7 separate regions of the Mus musculus genome follow, and all the other regions are linked to region 2. A link is a contact called in public HiCAR-type, HiChIP or PLAC-seq and promoter capture Hi-C data. All regions are on one chromosome and are shown on one strand. The core of a region is the stretch at or near the end of the contact, and the rest is flanking DNA. Distances in the headings are between cores, read along the strand shown. Region 1 holds the start of Id4 (inhibitor of DNA binding 4). Region 2 holds the start of Dek (DEK proto-oncogene (DNA binding)). Region 3 holds the start of Phf2os1 (a long non-coding RNA gene). Region 4 holds the start of Fam120a (family with sequence similarity 120, member A). Region 5 holds the start of Zfp169 (zinc finger protein 169). Region 6 has its middle 6.1 kb from the start of Gm25232. Region 7 holds the start of Ptpdc1 (protein tyrosine phosphatase domain containing 1).

What was found. Promoter capture Hi-C pulls out the DNA fragments that hold promoters and counts their contacts. HiCAR-type assays count read pairs that join an accessible place to other places. HiChIP or PLAC-seq counts read pairs in DNA pulled down with a chosen protein or histone mark.
Region 1: a HiCAR-type map of astrocytes shows a contact between it and region 2, with 4 times the contacts expected there. The contact joins the promoter of Id4 here to the promoter of Dek in region 2. A contact is called at or near these places in 12 of 39 promoter capture datasets (the 3T3-L1 cell line, 3T3-L1-derived adipocytes, cranial neural crest and 7 more), 2 of 484 Hi-C or Micro-C datasets (both in embryonic stem cells), 7 of 115 datasets of contacts at active chromatin or transcription factors (the NIH/3T3 cell line, astrocytes, cardiomyocytes and 4 more) and 2 of 9 other capture datasets (adipose tissue and embryonic stem cells).
Region 3: a contact with region 2 is called in an H3K27ac HiChIP or PLAC-seq map of extraembryonic endoderm stem cells, with 11 times the contacts expected there. The contact joins the promoter of Phf2os1 here to the promoter of Dek in region 2. A contact is called at or near these places in 6 of 39 promoter capture datasets (cranial neural crest, embryonic stem cells, frontonasal cranial neural crest and 2 more), 4 of 115 datasets of contacts at active chromatin or transcription factors (astrocytes, extraembryonic endoderm stem cells, pro-B cells and 1 more) and 1 of 9 other capture datasets (adipose tissue).
Region 4: a promoter capture Hi-C map of the HPC-7 cell line shows a contact between it and region 2. The contact joins the promoter of Fam120a here to the promoter of Dek in region 2. A contact is called at or near these places in 3 of 39 promoter capture datasets (the HPC-7 cell line, liver and pre-B cells) and 2 of 115 datasets of contacts at active chromatin or transcription factors (astrocytes and cardiomyocytes).
Region 5: a contact with region 2 is called in an H3K27ac HiChIP or PLAC-seq map of thymic regulatory T cells, with 9 times the contacts expected there. The contact joins the promoter of Zfp169 here to the promoter of Dek in region 2. A contact is called at or near these places in 14 of 39 promoter capture datasets (the 3T3-L1 cell line, 3T3-L1-derived adipocytes, the C10 cell line and 10 more), 1 of 484 Hi-C or Micro-C datasets (CD4 T cells), 9 of 115 datasets of contacts at active chromatin or transcription factors (the 230-238 cell line, bone marrow-derived macrophages, embryonic forebrain and 5 more) and 2 of 9 other capture datasets (adipose tissue and liver).
Region 6: a contact with region 2 is called in an H3K27ac HiChIP or PLAC-seq map of embryonic stem cells, with 4 times the contacts expected there. The contact joins the enhancer-like site here to the promoter of Dek in region 2. A contact is called at or near these places in 4 of 39 promoter capture datasets (the 3T3-L1 cell line, cranial neural crest, hippocampal neurons and 1 more), 1 of 484 Hi-C or Micro-C datasets (B cells) and 4 of 115 datasets of contacts at active chromatin or transcription factors (embryonic forebrain, embryonic stem cells, large pre-B cells and 1 more).
Region 7: a contact with region 2 is called in a promoter capture Hi-C map of liver, with 5 times the contacts expected there. The contact joins the promoter of Ptpdc1 here to the promoter of Dek in region 2. A contact is called at or near these places in 6 of 39 promoter capture datasets (cranial neural crest, frontonasal cranial neural crest, hippocampal neurons and 3 more), 2 of 115 datasets of contacts at active chromatin or transcription factors (the NIH/3T3 cell line and fibro-adipogenic progenitors) and 1 of 9 other capture datasets (liver).

Annotation. Positions count from the first base shown.
Region 1 is chr13:48,259,134-48,263,223 of GRCm38.p6, reverse strand. Id4 (inhibitor of DNA binding 4) reads right to left here and starts at 2,108. Exons shown (of 3, transcript NM_031166.3): 1 at 1,286-2,108; 2 at 877-939; 3 at 1-272. The coding sequence starts at 1,726. The coding sequence ends at 895. A330033J07Rik (RIKEN cDNA A330033J07 gene) reads left to right here and starts at 601. Exons shown (of 3, transcript NR_102303.1): 1 at 601-1,304.
Region 2 is chr13:47,104,488-47,108,111 of GRCm38.p6, reverse strand. It overlaps Dek (DEK proto-oncogene (DNA binding)), which reads left to right and starts at 1,891. Exons shown (of 11, transcript NM_025900.2): 1 at 1,891-2,039; 2 at 2,375-2,540. The coding sequence starts at 2,384.
Region 3 is chr13:48,868,528-48,872,243 of GRCm38.p6, reverse strand. It overlaps Phf2os1 (a long non-coding RNA gene), which reads right to left and starts at 1,293. Exons shown (of 2, transcript XR_003950516.1): 1 at 1,041-1,293. It overlaps Phf2 (PHD finger protein 2), which reads left to right and starts at 1,359. Exons shown (of 22, transcript NM_011078.3): 1 at 1,359-1,576. The coding sequence starts at 1,479.
Region 4 is chr13:48,966,800-48,970,350 of GRCm38.p6, reverse strand. Fam120a (family with sequence similarity 120, member A) reads left to right here and starts at 2,291. Exons shown (of 18, transcript NM_001033268.3): 1 at 2,291-2,996. The coding sequence starts at 2,523. Fam120aos (family with sequence similarity 120A, opposite strand) reads right to left here and starts at 2,239. Exons shown (of 2, transcript NR_015601.1): 1 at 1,747-2,239; 2 at 446-1,413.
Region 5 is chr13:48,511,231-48,515,110 of GRCm38.p6, reverse strand. Zfp169 (zinc finger protein 169) reads left to right here and starts at 1,675. Exons shown (of 5, transcript NM_026450.3): 1 at 1,675-1,816. It overlaps A830005F24Rik (RIKEN cDNA A830005F24 gene), which reads right to left and starts at 1,541. Exons shown (of 2, transcript NR_165458.1): 1 at 1,482-1,541; 2 at 272-977.
Region 6 is chr13:48,564,489-48,568,023 of GRCm38.p6, reverse strand. No RefSeq gene overlaps it. Among named protein-coding and RNA genes, the nearest start is that of Gm25232, 6.1 kb to the left of the region's middle. Within about 2 kb of position 1,558, at least 233 of the 459 cell types and tissues checked have an H3K27ac peak or open chromatin away from gene starts, as enhancers often do. A contact at or near this core is called in embryonic forebrain, embryonic stem cells, hippocampal neurons and 1 more, where this site is marked.
Region 7 is chr13:48,624,011-48,627,687 of GRCm38.p6, reverse strand. It overlaps Ptpdc1 (protein tyrosine phosphatase domain containing 1), which reads left to right and starts at 2,016. Exons shown (of 10, transcript NM_207232.2): 1 at 2,016-2,311.

The sequences.
Region 1 (4,090 bases), core at 859-3,358, 1.2 Mb before region 2:
ACAATTCACAGCGGTCATAAAAGAAGAAACGAAAGAGAATACGTACGGTGAATGCTCGTGAACGTGCAAAAAAAGTAAAAGTGAATTTAAGTTTTATTTTTCCCCTTCTCTCTCTCTCTCTCTCTCTCTCTTGGAATGACAAGACGAGACGACGTTTCTAGATTTGCTGAAGATTTCCCCCCCTTTCCTCCGGTGGCTTGTTTCTCTTAATTTCTGCTCTGGCCCTCCCTTCCTAGGGCTCCTGGCTCGCTGGTGCTCAGGCGGCCGCACACCTGTGGAAGAGGAATGAATAGAGGGGGTGTGTGAACCTTCTCGCTGCAGACTAACTGGCGCCACCGACCAAACTCAAGACATGCATGATCAACAACCCAAAACAAACCGCCGGGTCAGGCAACACCCGCAGCCCGAAGCTCAGCCAAGTGCCCAGGAGGCAAATGCGGGCTGGGGAAGGCCAATGGACAACGTTCGGGGCGCTCTGCCCACATCCCTCTTTGTGGATGTCAGGCCGCTCAGCTGGGCATGAAGGGGAGGGAGGAGGATTGGGAGATCTTGGGACACTGGGATAGTTTCTACGGTCACGAGGGTGTCCTCTCAGAGGTAGAGGAGACCAGCAGAGCCTGTCGGTCACAGGCAGAGGAACGAGGGCGGCGGGGACCACAGCTGATGAGGCTCCGCAGAGAGTGATCCCCCCCCCCCGAGTTGGAAAGCTAAGTGGACTGTCTCGCTAACTGGGTGGCAGAGAGGTATGGGTGTCCCCGGGGCTTTTACGCTTCGAAATGCTAGGGGACAAAGATCGCAGCAGTGCCTGGCACCGGCAGCCCCTGGGGAGGTGCGAGCATGGTAGCCCACTAACCATTCGGGGACCTGAGCGCTCACCTGGCCATCCATCGCAGCTCAGCGGCAGAGAATGCTGTCACCCTGCTTGTTCACGGCGCCGGCCTGGAACAGCAACCCAACACCAAGGGGAAAAACGGTTAGAGTGCGCATATCACAGTGTCGCCACCACCCAGGAGACGTCCTGGAAAACTAGGCAGGCGAGCAGAGTCCCCACCCGAGCCCGAAGCTGGGGAAGCCTCCTGTGATGCAAGGGACACTCCGGAGACGCAGGGCTCCAAGTCCCAACCGCCCTCGGCTCAGGGACCAGTGGATCACCAAGCCCAGCAGGCGGCTCTCGGTGGAGACGGGAGAAGCGGCTGTCATTCCCTGAGAGGAGCAAGACCACCCGTATCTCGCCGCCCCGCCACCTTTCCCGCGATGCCCAGGGTGCCCCGCCAAGGCTTCTCACCGGGTCAGTGTTGAGCGCGGTGAGTGGGGTCCGCGGCGGCGCGACCGGACAAGCCCCGGCCGGGTGGAGAGGTGGCGCGGGCGGTGGCGGCTGTCTCAGCAAAGCAGGGTGAGTCTCCAGCGCCAGCTGCAGGTCCAGGATGTAGTCGATAACGTGCTGCAGGATCTCCACTTTGCTGACTTTCTTGTTGGGCGGGATGGTAGGCACGAGCCTCCGCAGGCGACTGTAGCAGTCGTTCATATCGCACTGCAGGCACAGCGCCGGCTCATCGGCCGCCGCCTCGGCCGCCTTGCAGCGCGCGGCCGCCGCAGCGGCGGCGGCGGCTGCCGAGCCACCCAGGCTGTGGCCGTGCTCCGCCAGGCAGCGTAGCGCCAGCTCCCCGCCGCCGCAGCCCGACGGCGCCTTGCGGCCCGAGGGGCGCACCGGGCTCACCGCCTTCATCGCGCGCTTCCTGCGCGAGAGGACCGCGACAAGCGGTAGAGCGAGCTCCGGGTCCCCGCCCGCAATTTGCTTTGCTCCCCTCTCCTGCGCGTCCGGCGCTCGCAGCACCCGGCGGCTCCGAGCTCCAGAAATCGACCGGAGAGCTGCTCGGGGTTTTGGAAAGGGTATCTCAGGTTTTTGTTTTTTTGTTTTTTTTCTTTTTTTGTGAGCGACAATCGGCCCGAAGCAAAAGACAAGAAAAATCAAAAGCCCCGGAAAATAAAAAAAGTAGCCCACCCTGGTCCCTGAGCCGTTCCCTTCTGAGCTTCGACTAAGGTGGATCGCCCGGTGACTGCCCCCCCTCAAAGTAACGACTTCCAACCGCGCCTCCCAGCTCAACAGCGTCGCTCGGCTCCGGCACAGCAGTATTTGTAGAGCCGCGCGCCTTGGGGGCGGGGCCAGCGCGCGGGCCGGGTCGCCACAAGAACCGGACGCGGGCGAGCTCGGCGCGCGGGCGGCGGCGCGGAGGGAGGTGGCGAGGGCGGGGCGCCGGGCAACCCGAGGGCGGGGATGGGCGGGGGGTCGGGAGTGACCAGCCAATCAGGAGGACAGTGCCACCTCGGGGAATGACGCTCGGGCCAATGGGAAGGGCACTCCATTCCGTCAACGCTGTGGGAGGGGTGAATCTGAGAAAATGAGAGCCGGGTGGGAGTCGGGCCAGGATGGAGAGTGCCCGAGGGAGGGGAAGAGAGAGAGAAGTTCCTACGAAGAACTAGGGGAATGTGCTGGCTGGAATGCGTTCTCCATGGGCCTAAGCTGCTGAGGGACTCTGAGCCTTGTTTGTGGGTCCCCTGTCACTCTTCAAGGGGGGGAGTTCAGTCCCCAGGCCTTCAGTCCCTAAGATTCCAGTGCTTTCAGAAGGACTCGCTTTCAAGAAGCGAGTTGGTTCATTTGTCCATGTTATCCTCCTTCGGCATCACCATTCATCTTTGCACAATTGCGAAGCCCTTATAATGGAATGAAAACGGGTAGCCTTCCCGTATGTGTGTATGCATATACATGCAGGCTAAAGCTTAGTAAAAGAAAAATATAGGAAAAGAATGTCGAAAGCCGGATCCAGTGCAGGATTTCTGATGAAGGTAAATACACATAAAACAAGATCCAAGATCGTGGTGGGTTTTTCTTGGACCTATCCAGATGCAGAAGTGGGCTTAAGACATGCAATCCTTTGCGGGTGTTAAATTAGAGCATGCAGAAATAAAAAATGCACGGACACGAAGTGTTTAAAATTCCACCATGACATATAATATTAATCTGATTTATGTAAAATTCATACCTGTAACTTAATTTAAGCCATTAATGCACAGCTTCATATATTTCAGCGCACTTCGATTTGAATAAGGAAATAAGAATAGTCCAGAGGCTTCCCTGTAGAGCTACGAAATATTAGCATTCACATCTCCAGGGTCCTGCTTAGGCCCCACCCTGCTACAAGGCCTGTTTCTTTAAGGGTGTTGTGTGTGTGTGTGTGTGTGTGTGGCTTTTTAGCAGAAAAACAGTCCTTCAAGGGTTCAAAATAAGTGTTGCTTGTGTGTCCTCTTCAAGAAAAAACAACCAAGCTCTTCAGATGGCAAATGAGCATAAAGCTCACAGCTCATGGGAAATGAATTTCGAGTGCTTTCCCCCTGCAAGCCCTCCCACCTTTAGACATGCTTGAAGATGAATTAACCCGAGAATTTTCTTCCTTCCCCATACATGACACGGACTGCTGCCTTCATTTTCACTGATAATTGAAAGAGATGTGCTCTTCACATCTTCTGACCACCCCGGATGGGCTTCATGCTCCTCTTTTCTGCTTTTCAGAACTCTGATACCCATACAAGGCAGCCGTTTTGTTTCGCCATGCGTGTACATTGTGACTCTTTGGCCACCACGGTTTCCAGAGTGCATTCCTTCTTCCTGACGAAATGAGGAGCAGACTAGTAAATACCAGTTTCATAGATGGATGTAACCATCTTCCTCCCTCTAAATCCTTAGAGGCCACTGTCCCTAATTATTGGAAACAAATGACATTCTCCGTTGCTTTTGTGCACGCACAGTCTCCATCCACACTTACTGAGAAAAATGACAAAATGTTAAGTAGTGTTCTCTTCCAAAGTCTTACACATTCTTAGTATAAACCCAGACCGGGTGTGTGTGAGTGTGTGTGTGTGTGTGTGTGTGTGTGTGTGTGTGTGTGTGTAAATACCGTGATTTTAGATAGAAAGTTGGGAGAAGCAGTCCTGGTGAGCAAAAGTTAGTATATTTGTTTTCCATTGTTATCACATTTGATACTGAACATACAAACATATGTACAAACATACATACATACATACATACATATGT
Region 2 (3,624 bases), core at 642-3,141:
GGTGATCATAAATCTCAATCCTAACATCTCTAAAATCTTCCTTCTCCCAATATGTCGTCTCTTCACTCTCATCCTCTTATCCCTTATTTCCCATGTCCAGTAATGTAGATAATCCTTTTGGTTTTGTTTTTTTGTTTTGTTTTGGCTTTTCGAGACAGAGTTTTTCTGTGTAGTCCTGGCTGTCCTGGAACTCACTCTGTAGACCAGGCTGGCCTCAAATTCAGAAATCCACCTGCTTCTGCCTCCCACGTGCTGGGATTAAAGGTGTGCGCCACCACTGCCCAGCTTAGATAATCCTTTAGAGCATACCATGTCTCTCTCCGCTCTCATTCCTTTAATCACTGACCTTTTAAAAGGAAAGCCCCCCTGCTGGTACTCCAGATCCCCCTGTGACTGCTGCATCACTACCACACAATCTATGTATTTTTGCTTAATGTCTCAACTACAGTCTCGTCTTCAAGATGGCAGGCCTGTTATGATGGACAGAGGATTCGGTACTTATAAAGGAACGGATGAGAATGGTATCAAAACAGTGATGGCCTGGAGGTAAGAGAAATACTTGACCAGAGATAAGTGATGGGAAGGACCGAGTTCATTGATGACAATAGGAAGGAGCAGCCCTGGCAGTGGAAGAGTAAATCCTAGATAGTGTGAATGACAGCCATGTGCAGGAACATGAGGGAAGGCATGTGTGACTGACAGGCCAACTGTGTCAGGGAGCCATCAGACAGAGGGTCAGCAGCCAGTTAAGTAGCATCTTACACGTTGTGATATGGAAATTTGGAGGTTATTCCAAGTTATGATGGGACCATCTGAGGCTTATAAGCAGAAGATCAAACTAAATAAAATAGCTTTGGCTGAGGTGTGATTAGTGGGAAAAGGCAGAGAGAGTAGCCCTTGGAAAGGGCTCTGTTGCAACCCAAACTAAAAAACAAAGAAAGGTGAGCAGAATCAGTAGAATGGGAGATGGCTTAAGATCTGAAAGCAAAAATAGCAGGACTTTGCGTATGTTTACAAAAGGGGCACAGAAGAAAATAAAGTCTAACTTTTGTCCCTCAACTTGGAGACTATTATGGCAAATGAAACCAATCATATTTCCACCAGGTTGACTGGATAAAAAAAAGGGAGGGAGGGAGATTATTCTCAGGGTAGGGAAAAAATGAAGACAATCACATAGGAGAGCACGTAAGGAAATGTTGCTTTTAAACTGTGGACTCTAAAAGGTATCAGAGGGCTTGCCTAGAATTCTTGACAGGAGAGTGTGGCTGGACAAATACCGTATCTGCATTATAGGGGAGACCAAGGGGGCTAGAGAAAGGAAGAGGGTGAATCTGTCTAACATTCACCGGTTTGAAACCTATTTATGTCGCTGGTGGTGTGAGCACTTAACGTGGTGGGTCCCTGTCACGGTGCAGCGTACCGGCGACGGGAAGCCTCGCAAGTAGGTCTCATTTGGAAGCCTTCATCTCGAACGACCCCTCGGAAACAAACGTGGTGGCTCCGAATCAACCCCGTCCGCGGGGTGATCGCCGCGTGAAGTCGAGTCGAGAAAGACTTCGGCGGATCCCTCAACTTCGTCACCTCCAGACGCTCCCCGGCTCCGCGGCCCAGGACGGCCGGTCATTTTTCTCCCGGGATCGGGAGGCTGGAAGCTCGCAGGCCCCCTAGCGTCCAACCGTTCAGCGCGGAGGCCCCGGCTCGCGCCCGCCCGCCACCCCGTGCACCCACCCAGCCACCCGCCGGACGCCGCGACCCGGGTCCTCCCGCGGACCGCAGACCCCCCGAGACCCCGCCCGGGCAGCCCGCGAGAGACGCCGCCGCCCCGCCTCCCGCCCGCCCTCCCGCGCGCGCCAACTCCCAGCGCCGCGCGCTGATTGGCCGGCGCCTTCCCGCTCTGCTTCCCGAACCGCCATTTTGAAAATCTTGTTGATTCTGAGGAGCGGGGAGAGAGAGAGCGCGAGAGAGAGCGAGCGCGCGGCGCGAGGACCTCGGCCCCGCGCGACTTCTACACAGCGGCGGCCTTCTCGTGCGCACCCGCGGTGAGGACGGCGGCGGGGAGGCGCCGGGGCAGCGGGGAGGGGACGCGGCCAGAAGCACTGAGGCCCGCCGCGGGGGAGGGGACTCGCAAGGCTCGGCTCGCCTGGGCCACACTGGCCGGGCCCGAGCCGGCCCGGGGCGGCGCAGGCCGGGCGGGAGCGCGCGCGGGCGGCTGAGAGGGCGGTGCGGTTTCCCGCCTCGGGCATCCCCGGGGAGGCGGGCCGAGTGACAGACCCAGGGTAGGCGACTTGGAGGGGAGCTGACGCTGGGCGCTCGGCACGCTCCATGCCCGCGCGAGCGAGAGAACCGAAGCGTGCGGCTTCCTCCCCGCCCGCAGGCCCCCAGCATGTCGGCGGCGGCGGCCCCCGCTGCGGAGGGAGAGGACGCCCCCGTGCCGCCCTCATCCGAGAAGGAACCCGAGATGCCGGGTCCCAGGGAAGAGAGTGAGGAGGAGGAGGAGGATGACGAAGACGATGATGAAGAGGACGAGGAGGAAGAAAAAGGTGGGTGGGCAGGGATACGCATCCCTCACGGGTGGATTTTTTTTTTTCCCACATCAAAAGTTTCCCCTTCCCTCGCTCCTTTTGGGAAACAGTTATCTTGCATTTTAACGCTTAGAGGCGTCAAGTCGGAGTGGTGGATTTCACGCGAATGCTAACAATCAGTGGCAGAGAATCTGGATTTTTTTTTTTTTTTTTGAGTATTTGCCAAGGTTTCGGTGCAAGTGTAGCAAGAGCCTTTTCCCGATGCGCCTTCAGAACACTTCGTCGTTCGTTTAGGGAGTTTGTAAGTCTGAGATCCGCTTTTTGAAGTTACCCCGAGGTTCCGTAACGAAACAACACTGCAAGGCATTCTTGCAAATCCTGGAAATGTTTTCATTTCCATATTCTCGGCTGTGTGTAGCTGCTGATTCCCTCCCCCGCCCCTCCCCCATAAGGGTTCTTGTGGGAGTGCTTTTCTTTGCCGTGAAAGTTGTTGCTGTTGGAGAAAGTAGTTTAAAAATGAGAAAACTGAACTGAAAGTTAGAACGGGAGCCCGCAGCTCTCTCGGTTTTGGGGACTGATTCTGACCCAAGGAGGGTGGTAAGAAGCCTCATTTGAGTAGAGGCAGAGCGGGGCGAAGAAGCATTGTGTCAGTCAGAGTGCATGCATCAGTCTACCCGACAGGCTCAGCTATTGGAAAATCCAAGGCACAGCTTCACAATCTAGCTTAATGGTGCAGATGGCCACAGCTCAGCCAGACTTGGGAGCAGGCCTAAAGGTTAAAGTGCTCTTCCCAAACTGTCATTTCTTTTCTTTTCTTTCTTTTCTTTCTTCTTTTTTTTTTTTATAAATACCATCTAGGTTAAGAGGACAAGGCATACTTATTATTTGAAGTGGTATGTGCTCTAAGACCTTATGGGAGCGTGTCATTTAAGTACAACCTTGGCTTTAATTATAAATCTTAATAAGAATTGTTTAAATTGCTTTTAGATTATTTATAATTGGTGTGTTCTATAAAGTCAATGATGTGGTGTTTTAGAGCATGGTATGATGGCAGTGTGTGCTAAGGCATCCCTCCTCCCTGAGGTACCAGCCATAGATAAGT
Region 3 (3,716 bases), core at 44-2,543, 1.8 Mb before region 2:
TGCGCCCCCCGCCCCAATTTCCTATCTCCCCTGCCACATGTGTGCCCTTAGGTTACACAGTGCTTGCCCTGGTTCGGATCCTGATTTGTGGCCCTGGGTTTACCTATTTGGGAAGGGTGGGGGTTGGTTGAGGGCAGATTCCATAACAGGCTATCCTCTGAGTTGCCAGCAATGGAGCTGATTGGCAGCCGCACTCTGGGCAGGGATAACTGGGACTCTGCCTTGTCAAGGTAAGCAGAGGTCTGAAACTCTGGAATGTATCTGCAGAGACTAGCATCTCCACGTATTGTGTGGGGACAGGCAAAGGGGAAGCAGATCTAGCAGACAGCTTTCTTCCTAAATATATGGCCCTGCTCATCAGGGTCGACCTGGGTAGGGGACAGAGAAGGACCCTCATTCATATCTCACCAACCAACCAAACAACCAACCAACCAACCAACAAAAAAGCTCTAAGCAGGACAGGTGAGACCAGGGAGCCAGTTCAGAGCAAGACTGCAGGGGCGAGAGCGACAACATAACCCCTTGTCTTCCCCAGCAGTCCTGTGGCTCAGTTGCGACTCACTGGACTGTCCTCCGCTCCTAAGGTCTGTGGGTCTATGGGTTGTAATAAGGGGTCCTGGGCGGCACCAATCCCAGGTAAGCTGTGTCCTACAACAAACAGTTCACTCTCGGGTCCCCTGACTTTTGCCGGAGCATCGGGAAAGTTCACCGGATCGTACGAGGAAGCAAGGCAGCCCCCAGCTAGAAAGAAGGGGAAGGGGAGGTTATTCAAAAGCCAGCAACTCAGTCGCAGTTCGGGATGGGAGGGAGGCTGCCGGGCCCAGGAAGAGGAGGAAGATCCCCCTGTCCATCCCACTTCGGGGTCAGAAGAAAGTTAAGGCCAAGGAGTTGCTTCTGGCTAAGGCAGGGCTGTGCGAACTGTGTTCACGTAGTCGGGGGCAGGGGGCTCCGCGGCTCGTCTCCCTGGGAGTCCCGGGGCCACCCTCTCCCGCGGGGTGCCCCCGAGCCCGGCTGCTGGCTCCCCCAGGCCCGCGGCCCACCTTCTACCGCGGCCCGCCTTCCCGGCGGCGGGAGCGGGGCCCAGGCCGGCGGGCGGAGGCGGCGCCACCCGGGGCGCTGACGTAGCGGCCGCTCGGCGGCCGGGGGTCCCTTCGGTGGGGCCGCGGCTCCCCGCCCGCCGCCCCCGCGCGTCCATTCGCTTTGTGTCCCGCGCGCGGCCGGGCCCCCCGCGCACTCTCAGCCCTGCGCCCCGCGGCCCGGCGGGCGGCTCCCGGCGCGGCCCCAGCAGCCCGCGCCGGCATTGTGTGGACGCGCCCGGCCGCGAGCGCGCGCGCGGGCCCTGCCGAGCGCCCCCGGCCCCGTCCGCTCCGGCCGCGGCGCCCGCGCCCGCCGCCCCCGCCGCCCTCGCCGCGCGGCCCCCGGCCCGGCCCGGCCCGACCCGGGCAGCGCAGCGGCGGGGCGAGCGGCGGCGCGGCAACATGGCGACGGTGCCCGTGTACTGCGTCTGCCGGCTGCCCTACGACGTTACCCGCTTTATGATCGAGTGCGATGCCTGCAAGGACTGGTTCCACGGCAGGTGAGCGCGCCGCGGCCCGCCCGGCCCACCGAGCCCCGCGCCCTGGTCGCGCGCCCCGGGCCCCGCCGGGCACCGCAGCCGCGTTCGGCCGCCGGGCCGCGCGCCCTTTTGTGCCCAGGGCGGGGGCGTACGGCCGCCGCGCACAAAGCGAGGCCCGTGGCCGGGGCGGGCGAGGGGCGCGGGGAAGTTGGGGCTCCGGCCGCGATGGGGCTGGGACCCGGTCGTCTGACAGCGGGGCCGCAGTGGCCGCGGAGGCCAGGAGCCGGACGAGGCCCAGGCCCGGGGCCCCCGCCGCCAGCCCCCTGCGAAGTTGCAGGAACTTTCCCCGCGCGGGCTCGGGGCGGCCGGGCCGGGAGAGGCGGGCGCGCGGCCCGGCGCGGGTCCCCCGAGAGGCGCGACTGGCGGGCTCCGGAGCTGGCAGGGCTCGGGTGGACCGGGGGAACGGTAGCGAGGTAGCGGCCAGTGCCCCCCGTCTGTGCTGGATCCCGGGAACCCCCTCGGGACTGTGTCCTGGCGGGCAGGACCCCACCGGGGACCCCGCGTGCCTACTGGCTCGGGCCGGCCTGCGGGCCTAGGCGGGAGTGCAGTGACAGACCGACGTGAGTGTCTGTGTGTTGGGGTGGGGGTGTTGTGGCTTGGCCGCTCATTTCCTGGCCTGCTCGGCTCCCCATTTCCCTCCTCTCTGCTTCAGGCAGAGGAACCCCAGTTTTGACATGACCTTATGCTCTTTAAGGAAGATGGGGAGGAGGGAAAGAGGTAAGCTTGGAGATACTAAACCCGCCCTCTGGGCCCTTGCCGGTGGCCATGACCTGGCCTTGTGTCTACTTTTTAAGAGCCTAAGTCCCTTCCTACTTAGAAGTAAGAGGAGGAGAAAGAGGTGATCATCCTGCTTAAACTGCTCCAACAGGTTCTCTTGTGTTTGACTTTGCCTGTGGGATGTGCTTGGGCCTCAAGAGGGCTGGCCTGAAGCTGGACAGGTCTGTCTGTCCCCTGGGTGTGAGTTTTTAACAGCGAGTAGCAGGCTGGAGGGAGAGAACGGTGTGTGGTTCTGGACCGTCCCTGACCTTCCTTCTAGAGAGAAGACCCTTCTGATATCTCACATCCAGGATCTTTAGGGAGTCTTGAAAAAGAGCTGTGGTCTCTGGTCTAGTCATCTTTAAGTGTTGGGAGCTAGGTGGCCAGGATTTGATGGGCCTTCTCACATCTGTAGGCCCTGGGACAGAGGCCCACTCTTGTAGGGCAACCTGGCTGGCCTTACGAGGGGTGGTCCTGTATGGCTCACTGGAATCCCTCGAGTATCTTGTGTTGCCTCCCCCAAATATCTAGGGTTGTGGAGAGCACTCAGAGTTGTGTGACCCCTGGGCTCTGCTCCAAAACAGGGCCACTATAAACAGCCACCAACTGGCATCCATCTCGAAGGGTTTGTGGCCAGATCACAGTGGGTGATAGCCCGGAGGCCTCTCCAAATCCAGAAACGCTGGGAATCTGGACTTGAGTAGCCCTGAGAGTGGTGGCACCCCTTCTTCCTGTCTCAATCCAAGACCTATAGCACCTCTGGTTACCTGTCAGCTGGGCTGCTGCCGAGGCAGAGAAGGGGGTGGGGGGGTGAGATAATGAGTCTTGATGCTGGAAGAGGTTTGTTGTTTATTGTTTGCTTTGGTTTTGGAGGTCTAGTCACCTTACTGTTTCTCTGAGGATTTTGATTTGCTCTGAGACAGGCAGTTGATTAGCACAGCTACATTTGCATGTATTTGGGTCTGTGGGCAGTAAAAGGGACCCTTCACAGCAGGTGGTTTCTTAAGCTCCAGTGCACCATGAGTTACCCCTCTTCCTGGGGCTAGAGCTCTCCCTAGCTTTGTGCAGGATCAAGGGTTGGGGCCTGAGGTCAGGCAGGGAGGGAAAGGCTGGGGCCTCTTCCTGCTCCTGTAGCCTGGACCAGATCCCTGGGCCCCTCTCAAGTCTCTCTTGTTCAAGAGTGGAAGGCGTGTGGTCAGCTCCCTGTGTGTCTCTCCCCCTCCAGTTATTCTTGGAAGACCCCTGATGGTTCTCGTCAGAGCTATGTAGCACCTGGATTGTTAATTCCCTCCGAGTTTACATTTTACCTCACGTCTGAACAGCTTGTCAGATTTTACACTTTTGA
Region 4 (3,551 bases), core at 1,042-3,541, 1.9 Mb before region 2:
TGGAGGCAGTCGGGGAGACAGGGTCTCTCTGTCTCTCTGTGTAGCACTGGTGACCTGGAACTCATTAGGTACAGAAGATTGTCCTTCAATTCACCCAGGTCCACCTGCCTCTGCATCCTGAGTTCTGGAATTAAAAGGGTGAGAATTCTTGGAAGTCTATGGTCATGCAGTATTATTCATTTATTTTTCCCCTCAGTAGTGTGGTAATCACTTCATGAAAAGTTTCTCTAATACAGCCCTAAATGGAGAAAAAAAAGTCCCTAATCATATTGTATTCCCAAGCAGACTCTAAGATTTAGTATTTTTCAAATAGGATTTAGATATTTAGAAAATTTAAACATCACTCAACTCCTGAATTTTCTTTATAGCGTTGTTAGCCAAACAATTTCCCAATCATTAATAAGTTTGGAGGGCATACACAGTTAAACAGGGAAAGCAAGCATGATGAAATTTTGAGGGCTTTTATTATGAAAATGAATTTTAAAGTTCTCAAAATTCCAAAGCACAGTCTATACAATCACAGAGTACAGAAGTGACTACAAAAGCTGGCATTGCTAACATCTGTATAACAACCTGGGAGGCCACAGAAAGCCAAGGCTCTCTTAAGGAGAGTGATACTTTCTTTTAGAAGGATCACCATCCTACGGTCTTAAAATAAAATGTATGCTTAATTCCAAAATCATGGGTGCTAGCACAAAAGCTTTCTCCCCTCTCCCTTTTTAAAATAAATAAATAAAAGCAGTAATGTTTAAAAGAAATAAAAAACAGGCCAGGCAGTCAGGATGGCAAAGGGCTAGCCCAAGCAGGCCAGCAAACAAGAAACCACAACAAAAATAAACACAAACCTAAACAAGTGAATGAAATATATATGGAATGTAATCTTGTTAAGAAAATACAAGTGATTCATGTGCAATCTTGTATACTAGCTGTGAATTACATAAAACTTGATTATTTTGGGGGATGTTATTATTTAGTGAGGCTTTAAGTGTAATCTTAATTTCTAAATGACATGGAATTACTTACTCTGGGATTAAGTTTTCTACTCAGCTAGGCGGACTAGTGGCCTCATCACTAATTTTATACATAAGTGGCATAACGTATCGGGTTTAAAAAAATTAAGGAAAATCCATCAAGGCCCTAAGCGCATTTCATCTGTCTACATCACAGGAGCCTGTGTTTGAGATTGGTGGAAGAATGGGGTGTTATGATCACAGTTCATTGTATACACGCATGAAACTGTCAAAGAATAAAAATAGTCTTTAAAAGAAAAAAAAATTAAAAGAAACTATAGAATTCAGTTTGCCTATTCTCGAAGACTCTGATGGGGGGCTTTGAGTCTGCATGAACTTGGTGTTCTGTGCGATGGATGGGTCACTCCTGTGTCCAGTGCACCCCGCTCCAGCAGCGGCTTGTCTAGAAAAAGAACAGATGAAAAATTGAAGGTAAGCAAAAAAACAAAACAAAACAAACAAAAAAAACCGCTCCTTTTTCTTGGGGGAAGGGGGAGCGGGAGGCGGGTTTCATGTAGCCCAGGCTGGCTTCCAATTGGATGGAATGACCTTGAACTTCTCTGATCCTCTACTCTCCACTTCAGAATGCTGGGATTACGGCCTAAGCAACACGCGGGAATCGAACCCTGGGCGATCGAAGATCCCAGACAAGCACTGTGCCAACTGAGCTACGTGCCCAGGTCCCCAGCGGACAGCTTCTCCTTCAGAACGTTTGGTCCTGGCTCAGCATACGTACCGTCGGCGCCTGGGTTTAGCCGGACCCTCGCAGCCCGAGCCCCTGGAGGCAGCGCACGTCCGCTCGTCTCCGGAGGGCGGCGCACGCCGGGGAGGCTTGCCCCTCTCGGGGAGTCTCCTCAGCCGGGTCCCGACACCAGGCCGTGAAGCCGCCGTCCCGTCCCGGGAGCGACGCCATCTTGTCGCCGCCGTCCTCCTCCGCGGCTCGCGCTCCCGGGCTCCAGGCTCCCCCTAACCCCGCCGCGCGACACACGCGGCGGAGGAGGAGCGCTGGCTGCCGGCCACGCCTACCGGGCCCGCAGCCGCGAGCGGGGCGGAGCCAGCCTCGGAGGCCGCGGCCTCCGGGCGCGGCCTGCACGGGCCCAGGCGCCTCCCCGAACCCGCCCGGCTGCGGCCCCCTAAAGGGCCCGACAAGCCGAGTAGCGCTCCGCCTTCTCCGCCCCGCCGCCGCCGCCCCGGGAGCCCGGCCGCGGCCCCGGCGCCGCCTCTTCCGCCTCCCGCGTCCGCGCGGGCGGGCCCGACGTCAGCGCCGCCCCGCCCGGCCCAGCTTCGGCCTCGGCCTCGCAGAGCGCGGCGGCGGCGCAGGTCCCTCCCCAGACATGGCCCTGGGAGGCGGCAGCACATGGCGGCCGCGGCGGCCGTGAGCGCGCCCCCGGCCAGCCCCAGCCAGCCCTGAGGCTGCCCGCGCCCGCCGGCCGCGCCACGGCCCTGCCGCCCCCAGCCCCGCCGCCGCCGGCCCCGCCGCCGCCCGCGCGCGCGCGCCCCGCCGCCGCCGCCATGGGCGTGCAGGGCTTCCAGGACTACATCGAGAAGCACTGTCCGAGCGCCGTGGTGCCGGTGGAGCTGCAGAAGCTGGCCCGGGGCAGCCTGGTGGGCGGCGGGCGGCAGCGGCCCCCGCAGACCCCGCTGCGCCTGCTGGTGGATGCCGACAACTGCCTGCATCGCCTGTACGGTGGCTTCTACACCGACTGGGTGAGCGGCGGCCAGTGGAACCACATGCTCGGCTACCTGGCGGCTCTGGCCAAGGCCTGCTTCGGAGGCAACATCGAGCTCTTCGTCTTCTTCAATGGCGCGCTCGAGAAGGCCCGGCTGCACGAGTGGGTCAAGCGGCAGGGCAACGAGCGCCAGACAGCGCAGCAGATCGTCAGCCATGTCCAGAACAAGGGCACGCCACCGCCCAAGGTCTGGTTCCTGCCTCCGGTCTGTATGGCCCACTGCATCCGCCTGGCGCTCATCCGCTTCCACGTCAAGGTGCGGCTGCAGCCGGTTCGCCGGGGTCTCCCAGGGCTGGGGCTGGGGTCTCTTTGGGCCTGAGTCAGGATCGGGCCTGGTGCCCTTTGGACCGATTCCCTTCGGGTTTGGGTCAGGGTTGGGGTCTGGGGTCACTTGGACAGGAGTCACAGTTGGGCTACAGGCCTCTTCGCGCTTCGGGCTGGGCCTGGGATTGCTTGGGTAGCGATCAGAGTTGAGTCTGAGGTTCCTTGGCCCAGGGGTTTGGGGCTTGGCCTAGGGTCTTTTTGGGCTTGGATTTGGGTTGGACTTGGGAGGTCTCTTAGGTCACTGTCAGCGCTGAACTAGTTCCGGGAAGCCCAGCCTAGCCCAGAGTGAGTCCTGGGTGCCCCTGCCCGTGGAAGGCCTCAGCAGGCTTCAGTGTCTCTCAGGGCCCCTCTCGGGACATAGCGTGTCACCATGCCCAGGCTTGATGCAAGCTAGGCAGAGGGGCCCTAGAGCAAGATGGATGCCCGGGCCTTTAGGCCTGGTGTGGTTGAAGTCTACCCACCACATTCCTCCCTACTCTCTGGCCTC
Region 5 (3,880 bases), core at 426-2,925, 1.4 Mb before region 2:
TTTTTATAAGTATTAATGTGTTTTGCCTGCAGGTAAGTGCACTGTGTGCATGCAGTTGTCTGTAGAGACCAGAAGAGGGCATCTGATCCTTGGAAGTGGAATTCTAAGCAGTTGTGAGCCATCTTATAGATGCTGGGAACTGAACCTGGGTCCTCTGCAAGATTCCCAAGTGCTCTTAACACTCGGTAGCCACCTCTCCAGCGCCTCTCCTTATTTCCTAGTATTATTCTTACTGATTTTATTTTTTCTTTATCTGAACAATATAGACCCATTTTACTGGCATGACATCTTTTAATTGAAAACTTGACATTCCATGTTTTTTGCCTTATCAAGTGTGGCGTGTATCCTAAGTATGCTCAAACTTAAAAAAAAATAAAATGAAGTTACTTGTAAACAATTTGATCTTTTCTAGGCTTAGTTTTGCATTTTCCTAGGTGAAACAAGAAAGGCTCGGGGGCCCCATCTTGTCTTCCTATCAAGATGAAACCATTTCCAGGTATTATGTACAACTCTGAAGGCTTTATGGCCTCATAGGAAGAGGTGTTGTTCCTCACCCCCTTTATTCCCACTGACATTTTTCCCGGGACTTTTCCCTGGGATGGCACAGCTGTGTGTCGCGTGCTGTCAGTGTTCGGTGAACGCCCGAGGAAGGAGCCACTGAACCTCTGTGGATTTCTCTGGTCCTTCGTACTGTCCTTTGAACTGAAGCTGCCTTGGTTTCCCCAGGGCCCCGGCTTCGTCTCAGGTTGACCTCCAGGTCTTGCTCGGGTCTCCCTTCTCTGTTCTGTGCCAGAACGGTTTCTCACCAGGGGAGTTCGCTGCTCACTTCGTTTATTGTCCACATCACTGATATTCCTCCATTGTTTCTGTGTGCAGTGCTTCCCCATCGGTTTCTTAGTCCATGTTGTCCTTTTAAAGCTTGTTTTATGTGGAAGACTGAATCTGGTCCCTGTTGACTTCTGCTGTTTGCCACCTCACTTTAAGAAGCAAATGGGAAATAATTTGAAAATACTGCTCACGTCAAATACTAGAAATACAATTGAAAATTCAAATTCAATTAAATTGAGTTCCGCTCAAATTCCTAGTCTTTTCGCAAAGATTTTTGTCTTTCTGTTACAACCAAGAAGTGTTTTTTTGTATGAGCAAAATAGTTTAAAACATTACACTATGAATATCTTCAAACTTAGTTTGCCCTTGTCTTTTTGTAATCATTTTTTAAAAAAAGTATTATTTTCAAGAAACAACACCCACAGTATCCACACATGCTGCAGTTTAAAACACACGACTCACAGGCACGTAAAAAAGAAAAAAAACAAAACAAACAAACAAACAAAAAACCAACCAAGATTGAATTGGCAGGAGGAAGGCATCTAGATAGCACATCTTTTTTAAAAGAATTGATTAATGAGCTTCCTTAGAAGTACGCAAAGATTACTTCGGTTTGGCTTTTCTGCTTTTTTTCTGTTTCTCTAAGATCTTACCCTGTTGTCTTGCAGTCAATGAAAGAGTCCGGCAGTGCTAGGGAGCCCCTCCTATAGTCTGAAGCTTCGGGTTGCAGCCAAGTCAGCATGGGGTGTCCTGCAGTACGCGGCATTCTGGGTATTGTAGTTCCCCCATCTCTAGCGCTGCGTGGGTAGTGAAGTGCGCGCGCGTCACCCCGGTCGGTGTACTTCCGCATCCTGCAGTCGTCACCTGTGCCTGTGGACGATTCTACTGCGGTTCTGGTGAGCGAAAGTGCAGACGTCCTCGGCTCTTGCAGATCCCTCCAGGCGGGGAAGAGTCCGGAGAGCTGGCGTGGGCCACCCACAAGGTTCAGGTGTCTGCCGCTGCTCCATCCTCGATGCGTGGAGTCTTTGGGAGTGGAATCAGCTTCTCTGCCCATCCCGGAGGAGGGTCTCGGTGAAGACCCTGGGATGGGGAGGGGGCCATGTGAGAACGGGGTTAGGGGTCCACTATCTTGTCCTAAACAAGCTACAGGTCAGTCTGGCCTGCTTCCCAGGCTATGACGCTGTAGGTGTGTCCCCTGTGTTAGTGCCAGGTCAGGGAGATTGGACCTGGGGCATCTAGATGTCACCTTTCCACCCCCGCTCTCTGTTGAGGTTTGTGAGGGATCAGAGCCATCCTCCACAGGAACAAATGTCTGAATTGGTGAGGACAGAAGTCTTGGGGAGCTGCACTCATCATGAATTTGGAAATACAGCTTGGTCGCTTGCCTTGCGGGGAAAACATACAGAATTGCCTGGCTGAATGCAACGGCAAAGACCAAGAGACTAGAGCTAGTCTTGAAGTTTGGAGTCTTGGTGTGTGACAAGGCTTGTGTGTGTGGTGTGTATGTGTGTGCGCGTGCGTGCCTGTGTGTATATGTGTGTAGGGGGGAGTGGGGGTGGCCTTTTTACACATTGTGGGCTAATGACCTTGTGTGGCTCCCTTGAGCTCTGGGATCTTCCAAGAGCCTGGAGTGATGTAATGGGAAGAGACATTTCCCCCATGACCCAGGGCTTGTTGGCTCCCTGAATTTCTGGCGGTGTAGCCTGGTTTCTCCTTTTCTCTTTAGTTCTCTGATCTATATATACAACTCATTTTGATTATATTCACCACTGAAAATTCTGTCCCCAGTCCACCTATCTTTGTGACCTATCTTTCTTTTTTGTTTCAAAACCCTTTAAGACTAACTTATGCTGAATTCAATATTCTTGAATATTTCATTGGATTGTTATTGGCTTACCTCGGGCTATATACTCTTAGAGAAACCCTTCTCCTCCTCTCCCAGCAGCTAGTAATTGCCGTAGCTTGGTACTAGGTATTTGGTGCCGAACTCTTGTCTCTGTGCTGAGATTTGTTCTGGTTTGGGCTTGCACGGGTCTTGTGCATGGTGTTGTAACTGCAGTGAGCTTGTATGTACAGTTGCCCTATTGTCTGTACTGGCTGGTTTTGTGTGTCAACTTGACACAGGCTGGAGTTATCACAGAGAAAGACGCTTCAGTTGGGAAGTGCCTTCATGAGATCCAGCTGTGGGGCATTTTTTTGGTTGATGATCAAGGGGGGAGGGCCTATTGTGGGTGGTGCCATCTCTGGGCTGGTAGTCTTGGGTTCTAGAAGAGAGCAAGTTGAGCAAGCCAGGGGAAGCAAGCCAGTAAGAAACATCCCTCCATGGCCTCTGCATCAGCTCCTGCTTCCTGATCTGCTTGAGTTCCAGTCCTGACTTCCTTTGGTGATGAACAGCAATGTGGAAAGTGTAAGCTGAATAAACCCTTTCCTCTCCAACTTGCTTATTGGTCATATTTGTGCAGGAATACAAACCCTGACTAAGACACATTGGTACCAGGAATGGGGTATTCTTGTGACAACCTGATGATGTTTTGGGGAGGACTGTGGAAGGACTTTGGAACTTTGGGCTAGAAGATCCATTCGGTATTAAGAGCTCTGTGGGATGTTGTATAGGAGCTTGGAAGATAATGTTGAGAACAGTGCACAAGATGGAGGCCTGGCTTGTGAAATTTCAGAGGGAAGACTAAAGACTCTTATCAGTGCCGCTGCTATTTTTATTGTGAAGATTCTGTGGTTTTGGTTAGCTGGGGCTGAAGAATCTGCTGTAAATAACAAGATACCAGAACTACTAAAGTGAAAACTTTGCATTACTGGGACTATTGATGCTGGTGAGCTGGAGCTAAGAAATTGAGATGGCTCAGGGGGTAAGAGCACTGACTGCTCTTCTGAGTTCAAATCCCAGCAACCACATGGTGGCTTACAACCACCCGCAATGAGATCTGACACCGTCTTCTGGTGTGTCTGAAGACAGCTACAGTGTACTTATTTATAATAATAAATAAATCTTTGGCCAGATCGAGTGGGCTTGACCTGAGTGAGCAGAAATCTTAAA
Region 6 (3,535 bases), core at 309-2,808, 1.5 Mb before region 2:
CCCCAGTGGATATTCCACCTTTTTAGTTTTTTTGAACTAGTCTCTCTCATGTAGCCCTGGCTGCCCTAAAACTCACTATGTGGCTTTGAACTGTAAGGGACCCATCTGCTTCTGCCTCCTAACTGCTGGGGTTAAAGGTATGTGTCACCACGCCAGCTCACTCCATAGCCGTTTATCCAGTCACAGGCTCATGAGATTGGTATTGCTTCATTCAAGCCTTTGTAGATATTTAGGAACAGCTGGATGATATAGTAGTTCCATATTTGAGTGTTTGAATGTCTCTTAAAACTACGTTCCAGAGTGATTGGGCCATTATGTTCCCCACAGGCAATATCAGAATTCAAGTGTCCTTATATCTTCAGTTATACCTAGTATGGTGAATCCTACTCGATTTTTTTTTATTATTTTGAAATCCTGCCTCTGTAACCCCCACATGTGTGTACATGCCTAAGTGTGTGCTTGTGGAGGCTCGAAGTTGATACCAGGTGTCTTCGTCAGTCACTCTCCACTTTATTACGACAGGGTGGGTCTCTCCCTGAACCTGAAGCTCACAGTGTGGCTGGACAGGTTGGCCACCGAGTCCCCAGAACCTACTGTCTCTTCCACCAAGCTCTGGAGTCACAGTGACACAGTGCCAGCCCTGGTTGTTTTTGTTTGTTTGCTTGCTTCTTATGTGGGTGCTAGAAGATCAGAACCTGAGTCCTTATGCTTTCATGGCAAATATTTTCCCAACTGGGCCATCTCCTCCTGTTGTTACTATTACTGTTGCTGTTGCTATTGTTTTGAATTAAAAGTAAGTAGACAGCCGGGTGTGGTGGTGCACGCCTTTAATCTCAGCACTCGGGAGGCAGAGGCAGGCAGATTTCTGAGTTCGAGGCCAGCCTGGTCTACAAAGTGAGTTCCAGGACAGCCAGGGCTATAGAGAAATCCTGTCTCGAGGAAAAAAAAAAAAAGTAAGTAGACCTTCTAACTGAATTCTAGTACCTGATTGTGGATCCCCAATGAACTTCAGCGATTTGCTGTATTTTTAAAATAGGAGACCTAGGCTATTTTACTTTATACTCTAAAATGTCTTTGAATAAATTGAAATTTATTTCTTAAGTTTTCCTTTTCTTGAGAATTTCTGAAGGATTGGATTTGGGGAAAAAAAAAAAACAACCCAATCTGTGTTGTAACAGCTGCCTTCCATCCTTCCTCAGTCCCTGTCTCTAAATATTACTCAGTAAGAGTAAACCATCATTTTTCTAGACTCTGACTGATGCTTTTTTTCTTCTTCTTCTTCTTGGTTTTCCTGGCCACCACACATTCAGCACACAGTCTCGCTTGCCAGATGTTTGGCTTCCTGCTTTCTATATTTAAAACACACGGAGGAGATATAGCTGTGATAGCCACATAATTTTTTATTTTCTTCTTTGGGTCAGTGATTTAAAATGTTGACATCATTTAAATTTGAAGGCACAAGAATGCCGGTTCCCTAACCTCGGTTAGGAAAGGGTACAGTCTTCCGCGGGGCTGGGAGGGAGGTCAGGCCAAGGCCCGGAGGCCTCCTCTGCAGGAATTCTGACACAAGGCCTCCTGGCTGTGGGCCAGAAACTGAGTCATGGCGAAAAGCTGCCTGCAAAATAAACCTTTGGGCTAATGAAAAATGCTGCTTTAGAAGGCCCTTTGTCAGAAACGAAGTTAGAGGTCTGAACACAATAGCCCGGCCTTCATTCAGGCCTGACTAGAAACACTCTGGAGTCCTCCCAACCCCCCTCTAGGTTAGGGACCCTTGAGCAGCCCATACCGAAGGAGGGGCACACACACACTGGGAACAGACAGCAGCCCCAGGCAGAACGGCTCTTTTCTATAGGACATTCCGAGCCAATCCTGTGAAGATTGAGAAGGCCACAGGAGACCACATGTGCTCACCTGGCAGAAGGGACTGGCTTTCTGGACACAGGACCATTAAACGTGAGCTCTTTTGCTCCTTTGTTCTGAGAAGACCAAATAATTCTCTGTCCCTCCACAGGAAAACAGAGCCAGAGGGTCATTCTGGTGACACATTTCTAAGAGCCATCCACACTTTCCCAACTTTTTTGTTTGTTTGTTTGTTTATTTGTTTTTTTGAGACAGGGTTTCTCTGTGTAGCCCTGGCTGTCCTGGAACTCACTCTGTATACCAGGCTGACCTCGAACTCAGAAATCCGCCTGCCTCTGCCTCCCAAGTGCTGGGATTAAAGGCGTGTGCCACCACCGCCCAGCCCAGCTTTTTATTTTGAGGCAAAATTTTACTATGTACGCCAGGCGAGCCTCAAAGTCACAGAGAGCTTCCTGCCTCTGCCTTCCGGGTACCGGTGCGAGTCACTAAATCCAGCCCCGTTTTTATTAGTCCACTGTTAGGGTTCTTTAATCTCAGTGTTTATGTCAATCCAGAATTGTCCCAGCTCCCCACACTCACCCTCTTTGAAATAAGGCATCATGTATCTCAATTGGCCTTGCATTCACTATGTAGTTTAGCCAAGGGCAACCTTGAACTTCTGGTCTTCTTGCCTCCACCTGGTACATGACTTGTTTATGTGAGGCTTCCTAGATGCTAGTTAAGCCCTGTACCAACTGACCTACATCCCCAGCCATCTTTCTGCTTCCCTCTCAGCCTGGCCAGCGTACAGGCTAGATTCTCAGCTTATCACTTTCAAACTTCAAGTCTCAGAGTAGGTCCAGAGTTGCCTGAAAAGCATCAAAGCAGATTCCATTTGGAGCCCTGTTCATATTCATTCATCAGTCAGGGCTGCTGTCCTGGTCCCTTACACGAGCAGAAGAGATTTGATAAATCGTCTGAAGTGAAAGGAAATCTGTGCTGGCTTCATGTGGTGGTCCTGTGATGAATGAGTGGGACCGTGCAGGTGGAACACCGAATGAGGTGCTCAGCTCCATCACAGCCCTCCAGCTCCCTGATAGACATGCTCTATCACATGCTGCAATCCTGCTGGGTGTGGTGAGTCATTCCTGACATTCCTGATTCTTCAAGCAATCAAACAACAGGTGATCATTTGAGCAGGAGCAGAACCCAGGCTACTCCTTCACCTCCATTCTAGTGCACCATTGTCCCATAGAGGAAGTTAAGAGAAAGGCCATGCTAGCACAGTTCTAAGGAAATTAAGATGTAGAAAGTAGGGGGTTGGTGAGATGGCTCAGCGGTTAAGAGTGCCGACTGCTCTTCCGAAGGTCCTGAGTTCAAATCCTAGCAACCACATGGTGGCTCACAACCATCCGTAACAAAATCTGATGCTCTCTTCTTGGAGTGTCTGAAGACAGCTACAGTGTGCTTACATATAATAAATAAATATTTAAAAAAAAGATGTAGAAAGTAGAATGTGAATTTAGAAACAGCACCAATCTCCCAATGCTGATGGATAGAACAGTTCCAAAGTTGGGTTTGTATTCTTGTCCTTTTTGTTTTTATTTTGCAATATTTTATTTTGAATTTTTATTGAATATATTTATTTTATGTGGTAATGTGTCACACTGCCGGGCAGTGGTGGCGCATACCTTTA
Region 7 (3,677 bases), core at 767-3,266, 1.5 Mb before region 2:
GGCGTTCCCCTGTACTGAAGCATCTAAAGTTTGCAAGACCAATGGGCCTCTCTTTCCAACAATGCCGACTAAGCCATCTTCTGATACATATGCAGCTAGAGACACGAGCTCTGGGGGGTACTGGTTAGTTTATATGAAATTTCTAGGCAAATGGATGGACCTGAGTGAAGTGATCCAATCACAAAAGAACTCACATGATATGTACTGATTGATAAGTGGATATTAGCCAAGAAACTTAGAATGCACAAGATACAAGATACAATTTGCAAAACACATGAAACTCAAGAAGAACGAAGACCAAAGTGTGGACACTTTGCCTCTTCATAGAATTGGGAACAAAACACCATGGAAGGAGTTACAGAGACAAAGTTTGGAGCTGAGACGAAAGGATGGACCATCTAGAGACTGCCATACCTGGGGATCCATCCCATAATCAGCCTCCGAACGCTGACACCATTGCATACATTTACAGCTTTCGATGTCACTTGTATCATCACAAAGCTATTAATGGCATGGACAAAATAGAAAATATATGTAAAGCATCTAGCACAGAGCGCCACAGAATTTGCCTAGCAGTGTCCTGCACTAGAAAGACATTTCTACTGAACTGTATGAGATAACAGGACTTCTAGTAGAGTTTGAAAACATGGACTCAGCAGAGGCTGGTAGATGCTTATCTGGATCCATCCCTCACTTTTTTGGCATGGGATTTCCTTAAGAACAGAAATGTGCCTAGTGAAGACATTTCTCAACTACATGAGGTCATGTTACTGAGTATGTAAGATCTATAATATGATTAAGTTGATGGGTAGGCTTCTAGTAAGATCTTTATTAAAATATTAAATAAGGACATGGTGGATGGTGCTCTGTCTACGATTTTGATCCATGACACAAATTGAAAGGAAACCTGATTTTTTAAGGGTGACATGGCAGAATGTCTGGATCCCTGGGTACAGCTTTAATGAGAAGAAATGCCTGTGAGTTTAGATCAGGATTCTGGAACCTGGAGTTTCTGTTACAAGAGGGCAGAGACCAGTCAGGTCTCTTAATGACAGGGTCCCTGTTCCTGTCCAGACCTGGAGTCACAAGAGGCTAAGATGCTGGCAAGGCTTTGACAAAGAAAGTCTAAGGATTGCAGGAGAACAGAAGGAAGAGACTCTGGTGTTATGGAAAACTGACCAAAGAAGAACCAAACACCACTCTGAGAGTTGGAGAATTCAGATTTATTAGGCTAGCCTACTCCACTGTGGAGAGACATAGTATTTATGGGTTTTTAGCTTTGGTCATCCAACTGCTACAGCACTGGTGTCTTTAAATTACTGCCTTAGTGAACATTTGCTGATGGTCTGTTTCAGAACAACCGAGGGGAAATTTCTACTTGAGTTAAAGTATGCTTACAGAACAAGTGGCAGTTGGGACTTTCGTTAGCAACACGGATCGTTGCTAACAGGTACAGTGGTTTCACCAGATACCTACAGGACCCATACTTATGACAGCACTTGGTCTTCATTTTCCCCCCTCTACATAATTCAACTTTCCCCTACTAGACCAACTCCAGAAATTCATATTTAAACTGTCATAGTGCAAGACAATATTGACTATTAAATATAATAGTTCAAGAATATTAGGGGGGAAATGAAGACATTCGATGCATAATATGGGCTTTTCTTCTTCTTTGGGCGCTGAGACGGAACACGTGGTTCCGTGAGCGAAGCTCCAGAGCAGTCCTCGCTCCTCCTGCGACTCTGCACCGGGGCTCGTGGGGAGTCGGTGCCCCCCACCCCCACCCCCATGCTGCAGGCTGGCAGCCGCGCCCTCTCATGGCCCTGAGGGTCCTCCGGGCTTTCCGCGCACACGCCGTCGGCTCAGCCCGCGACCACTCAAGCCCCAGCTCGGCTTCCCAGCGGCTCCCACATGTTCGAAAACCTTAGAAGCTGTCCGCCGCGTCACGGGCCGCCTCGAGTCTCCATTGGCTGGCGCGTATCACGTGCACCGAGCGGCTCCGGCTATTGGCTGTTGGGTCGGGCGCGCGCAAGGCCGCGGCGGCGACAGGGCGTCCTCGGCGGCCGGGCTGTGGAGTGGCCCGTGCGCGCGCCCGAGGGAGACGTTGTGTAGCGCGCCTGGCGGGGAGTCTCCCTGCTCAGAGGCGCGGCGGGAGGCCGGGCCTGCGGGCAGGCCAGCGCCGCGGAACCCGCCCGAGCAGCGCCCGGGGCCGGCCGGTCCTCTCCGCCCGCGCCTCCCGGCCCTAGACGTGAGACACCGACCCGTCGGCTCCAGGGCTCCGAAGCCGGAGAGCGAAGCGCGCCAAGAGGTTCGGAGTCCGCAGCCAGTTAGGCGCCCGCCGAGCGGTCCCCAGACGGTTGTCCTTACGCGGCGGGTTATCCAGGGAGGCGTTATTTGGAGGCGCATCCCTAGAGGCGGGGCGGGGGACCAGGGCCACCGGGCGCCCCTCTGTCTTGCTCAAGTGCTGCGACACTCGGATTTCTCGGGAGCAGTTGGAGGCTTGCTTGGGTGTTTTAGTTGAAATCTCTTGATTAGAAATATTGACAACTAGTTCTTCATTACAAATAAAGCAGACAAGACAGCCACAAGCAGGTATCAGGCTACCACTTTGGGATCCCTAATTCGGACCTCTTTCTGTCAGTAAACGAGTCACGTGACCTTGACCAAGTCACTTTTTCTCCTGACATGCATTCTCAACGTTGATAATGATGATGATGATGTCGATGTCCCTGCTCTGGGGTGTGTGTGTTTTCTTATATAATAAAGGGTTTGTGGCCTTTCAGAGGACCACACCATAGATACACCCTACCTGTGGTATTAAATTTTAATGGAAAAGAAAATTTAGTAAACAAAGGCCCAGGGAGGAGGGGGGTGGAGCTTGAGAAACAGTGCTTTAGGGAAATAGCTGATCAAATTATTCCAGCAAGGGTTGTCTATGCTAAAAACTGAACACAAGCTATCATTCATTGACTGCGAGCTGAAGGAGCCTGAGAAGCTGTTATCATGGCGGGCACTATTAACCTGTGTGAACATGTATATATCCACCTCCACCTCACCCTCCACCCCCACCCTGCACAGCATAAGCTTTCTTGAGTTTAACAACAAAGTGTCATTCCAGGTTGTTGTTTTGTTTTTGTCTTTCCCTCAGAAAGGAAGGCTTGGGTGATTTGCCACAATCAGAGCTGTTAGTGGAAAGAAATAAAATGTAAACACGCATGTATGACCTCAAACCACTCACTCATCACCATGTGGTTTCTTCCTGTTCAGTTGTAGCGAAACTTCTCGCTACCCAGGAATCCCACCTGTGGCTTTTTAAAAAGTGTGGATACCCAGGTCTTAGAGACAAACTGGGACCAGCATGAAATTTGCTTAAGACCTCATAGACGATTCCCATTTGGAAGTCCGTAGTCCGTCTTAGCAATAACTAATTGCTAACCGGATACCGGTGCCTTCACAGCATTGTGTCCTGGAGACCCAGATTCCCCATCTCAACAGTACTTCATGTCCTTTTAAGGGAGGTTGGGTTTTCATCAGAAAAAAATCCTTTGTTGGTGGAATCCAAGCGAATTGAGAGAACACTACTGAATCTCTCTCTCTCTTTTTATATGATCTTCCTTGACCACTACTGAATACACTTTTTTTTTTAAATCCCAGCAGTCGGGAGGCAGAGGCAG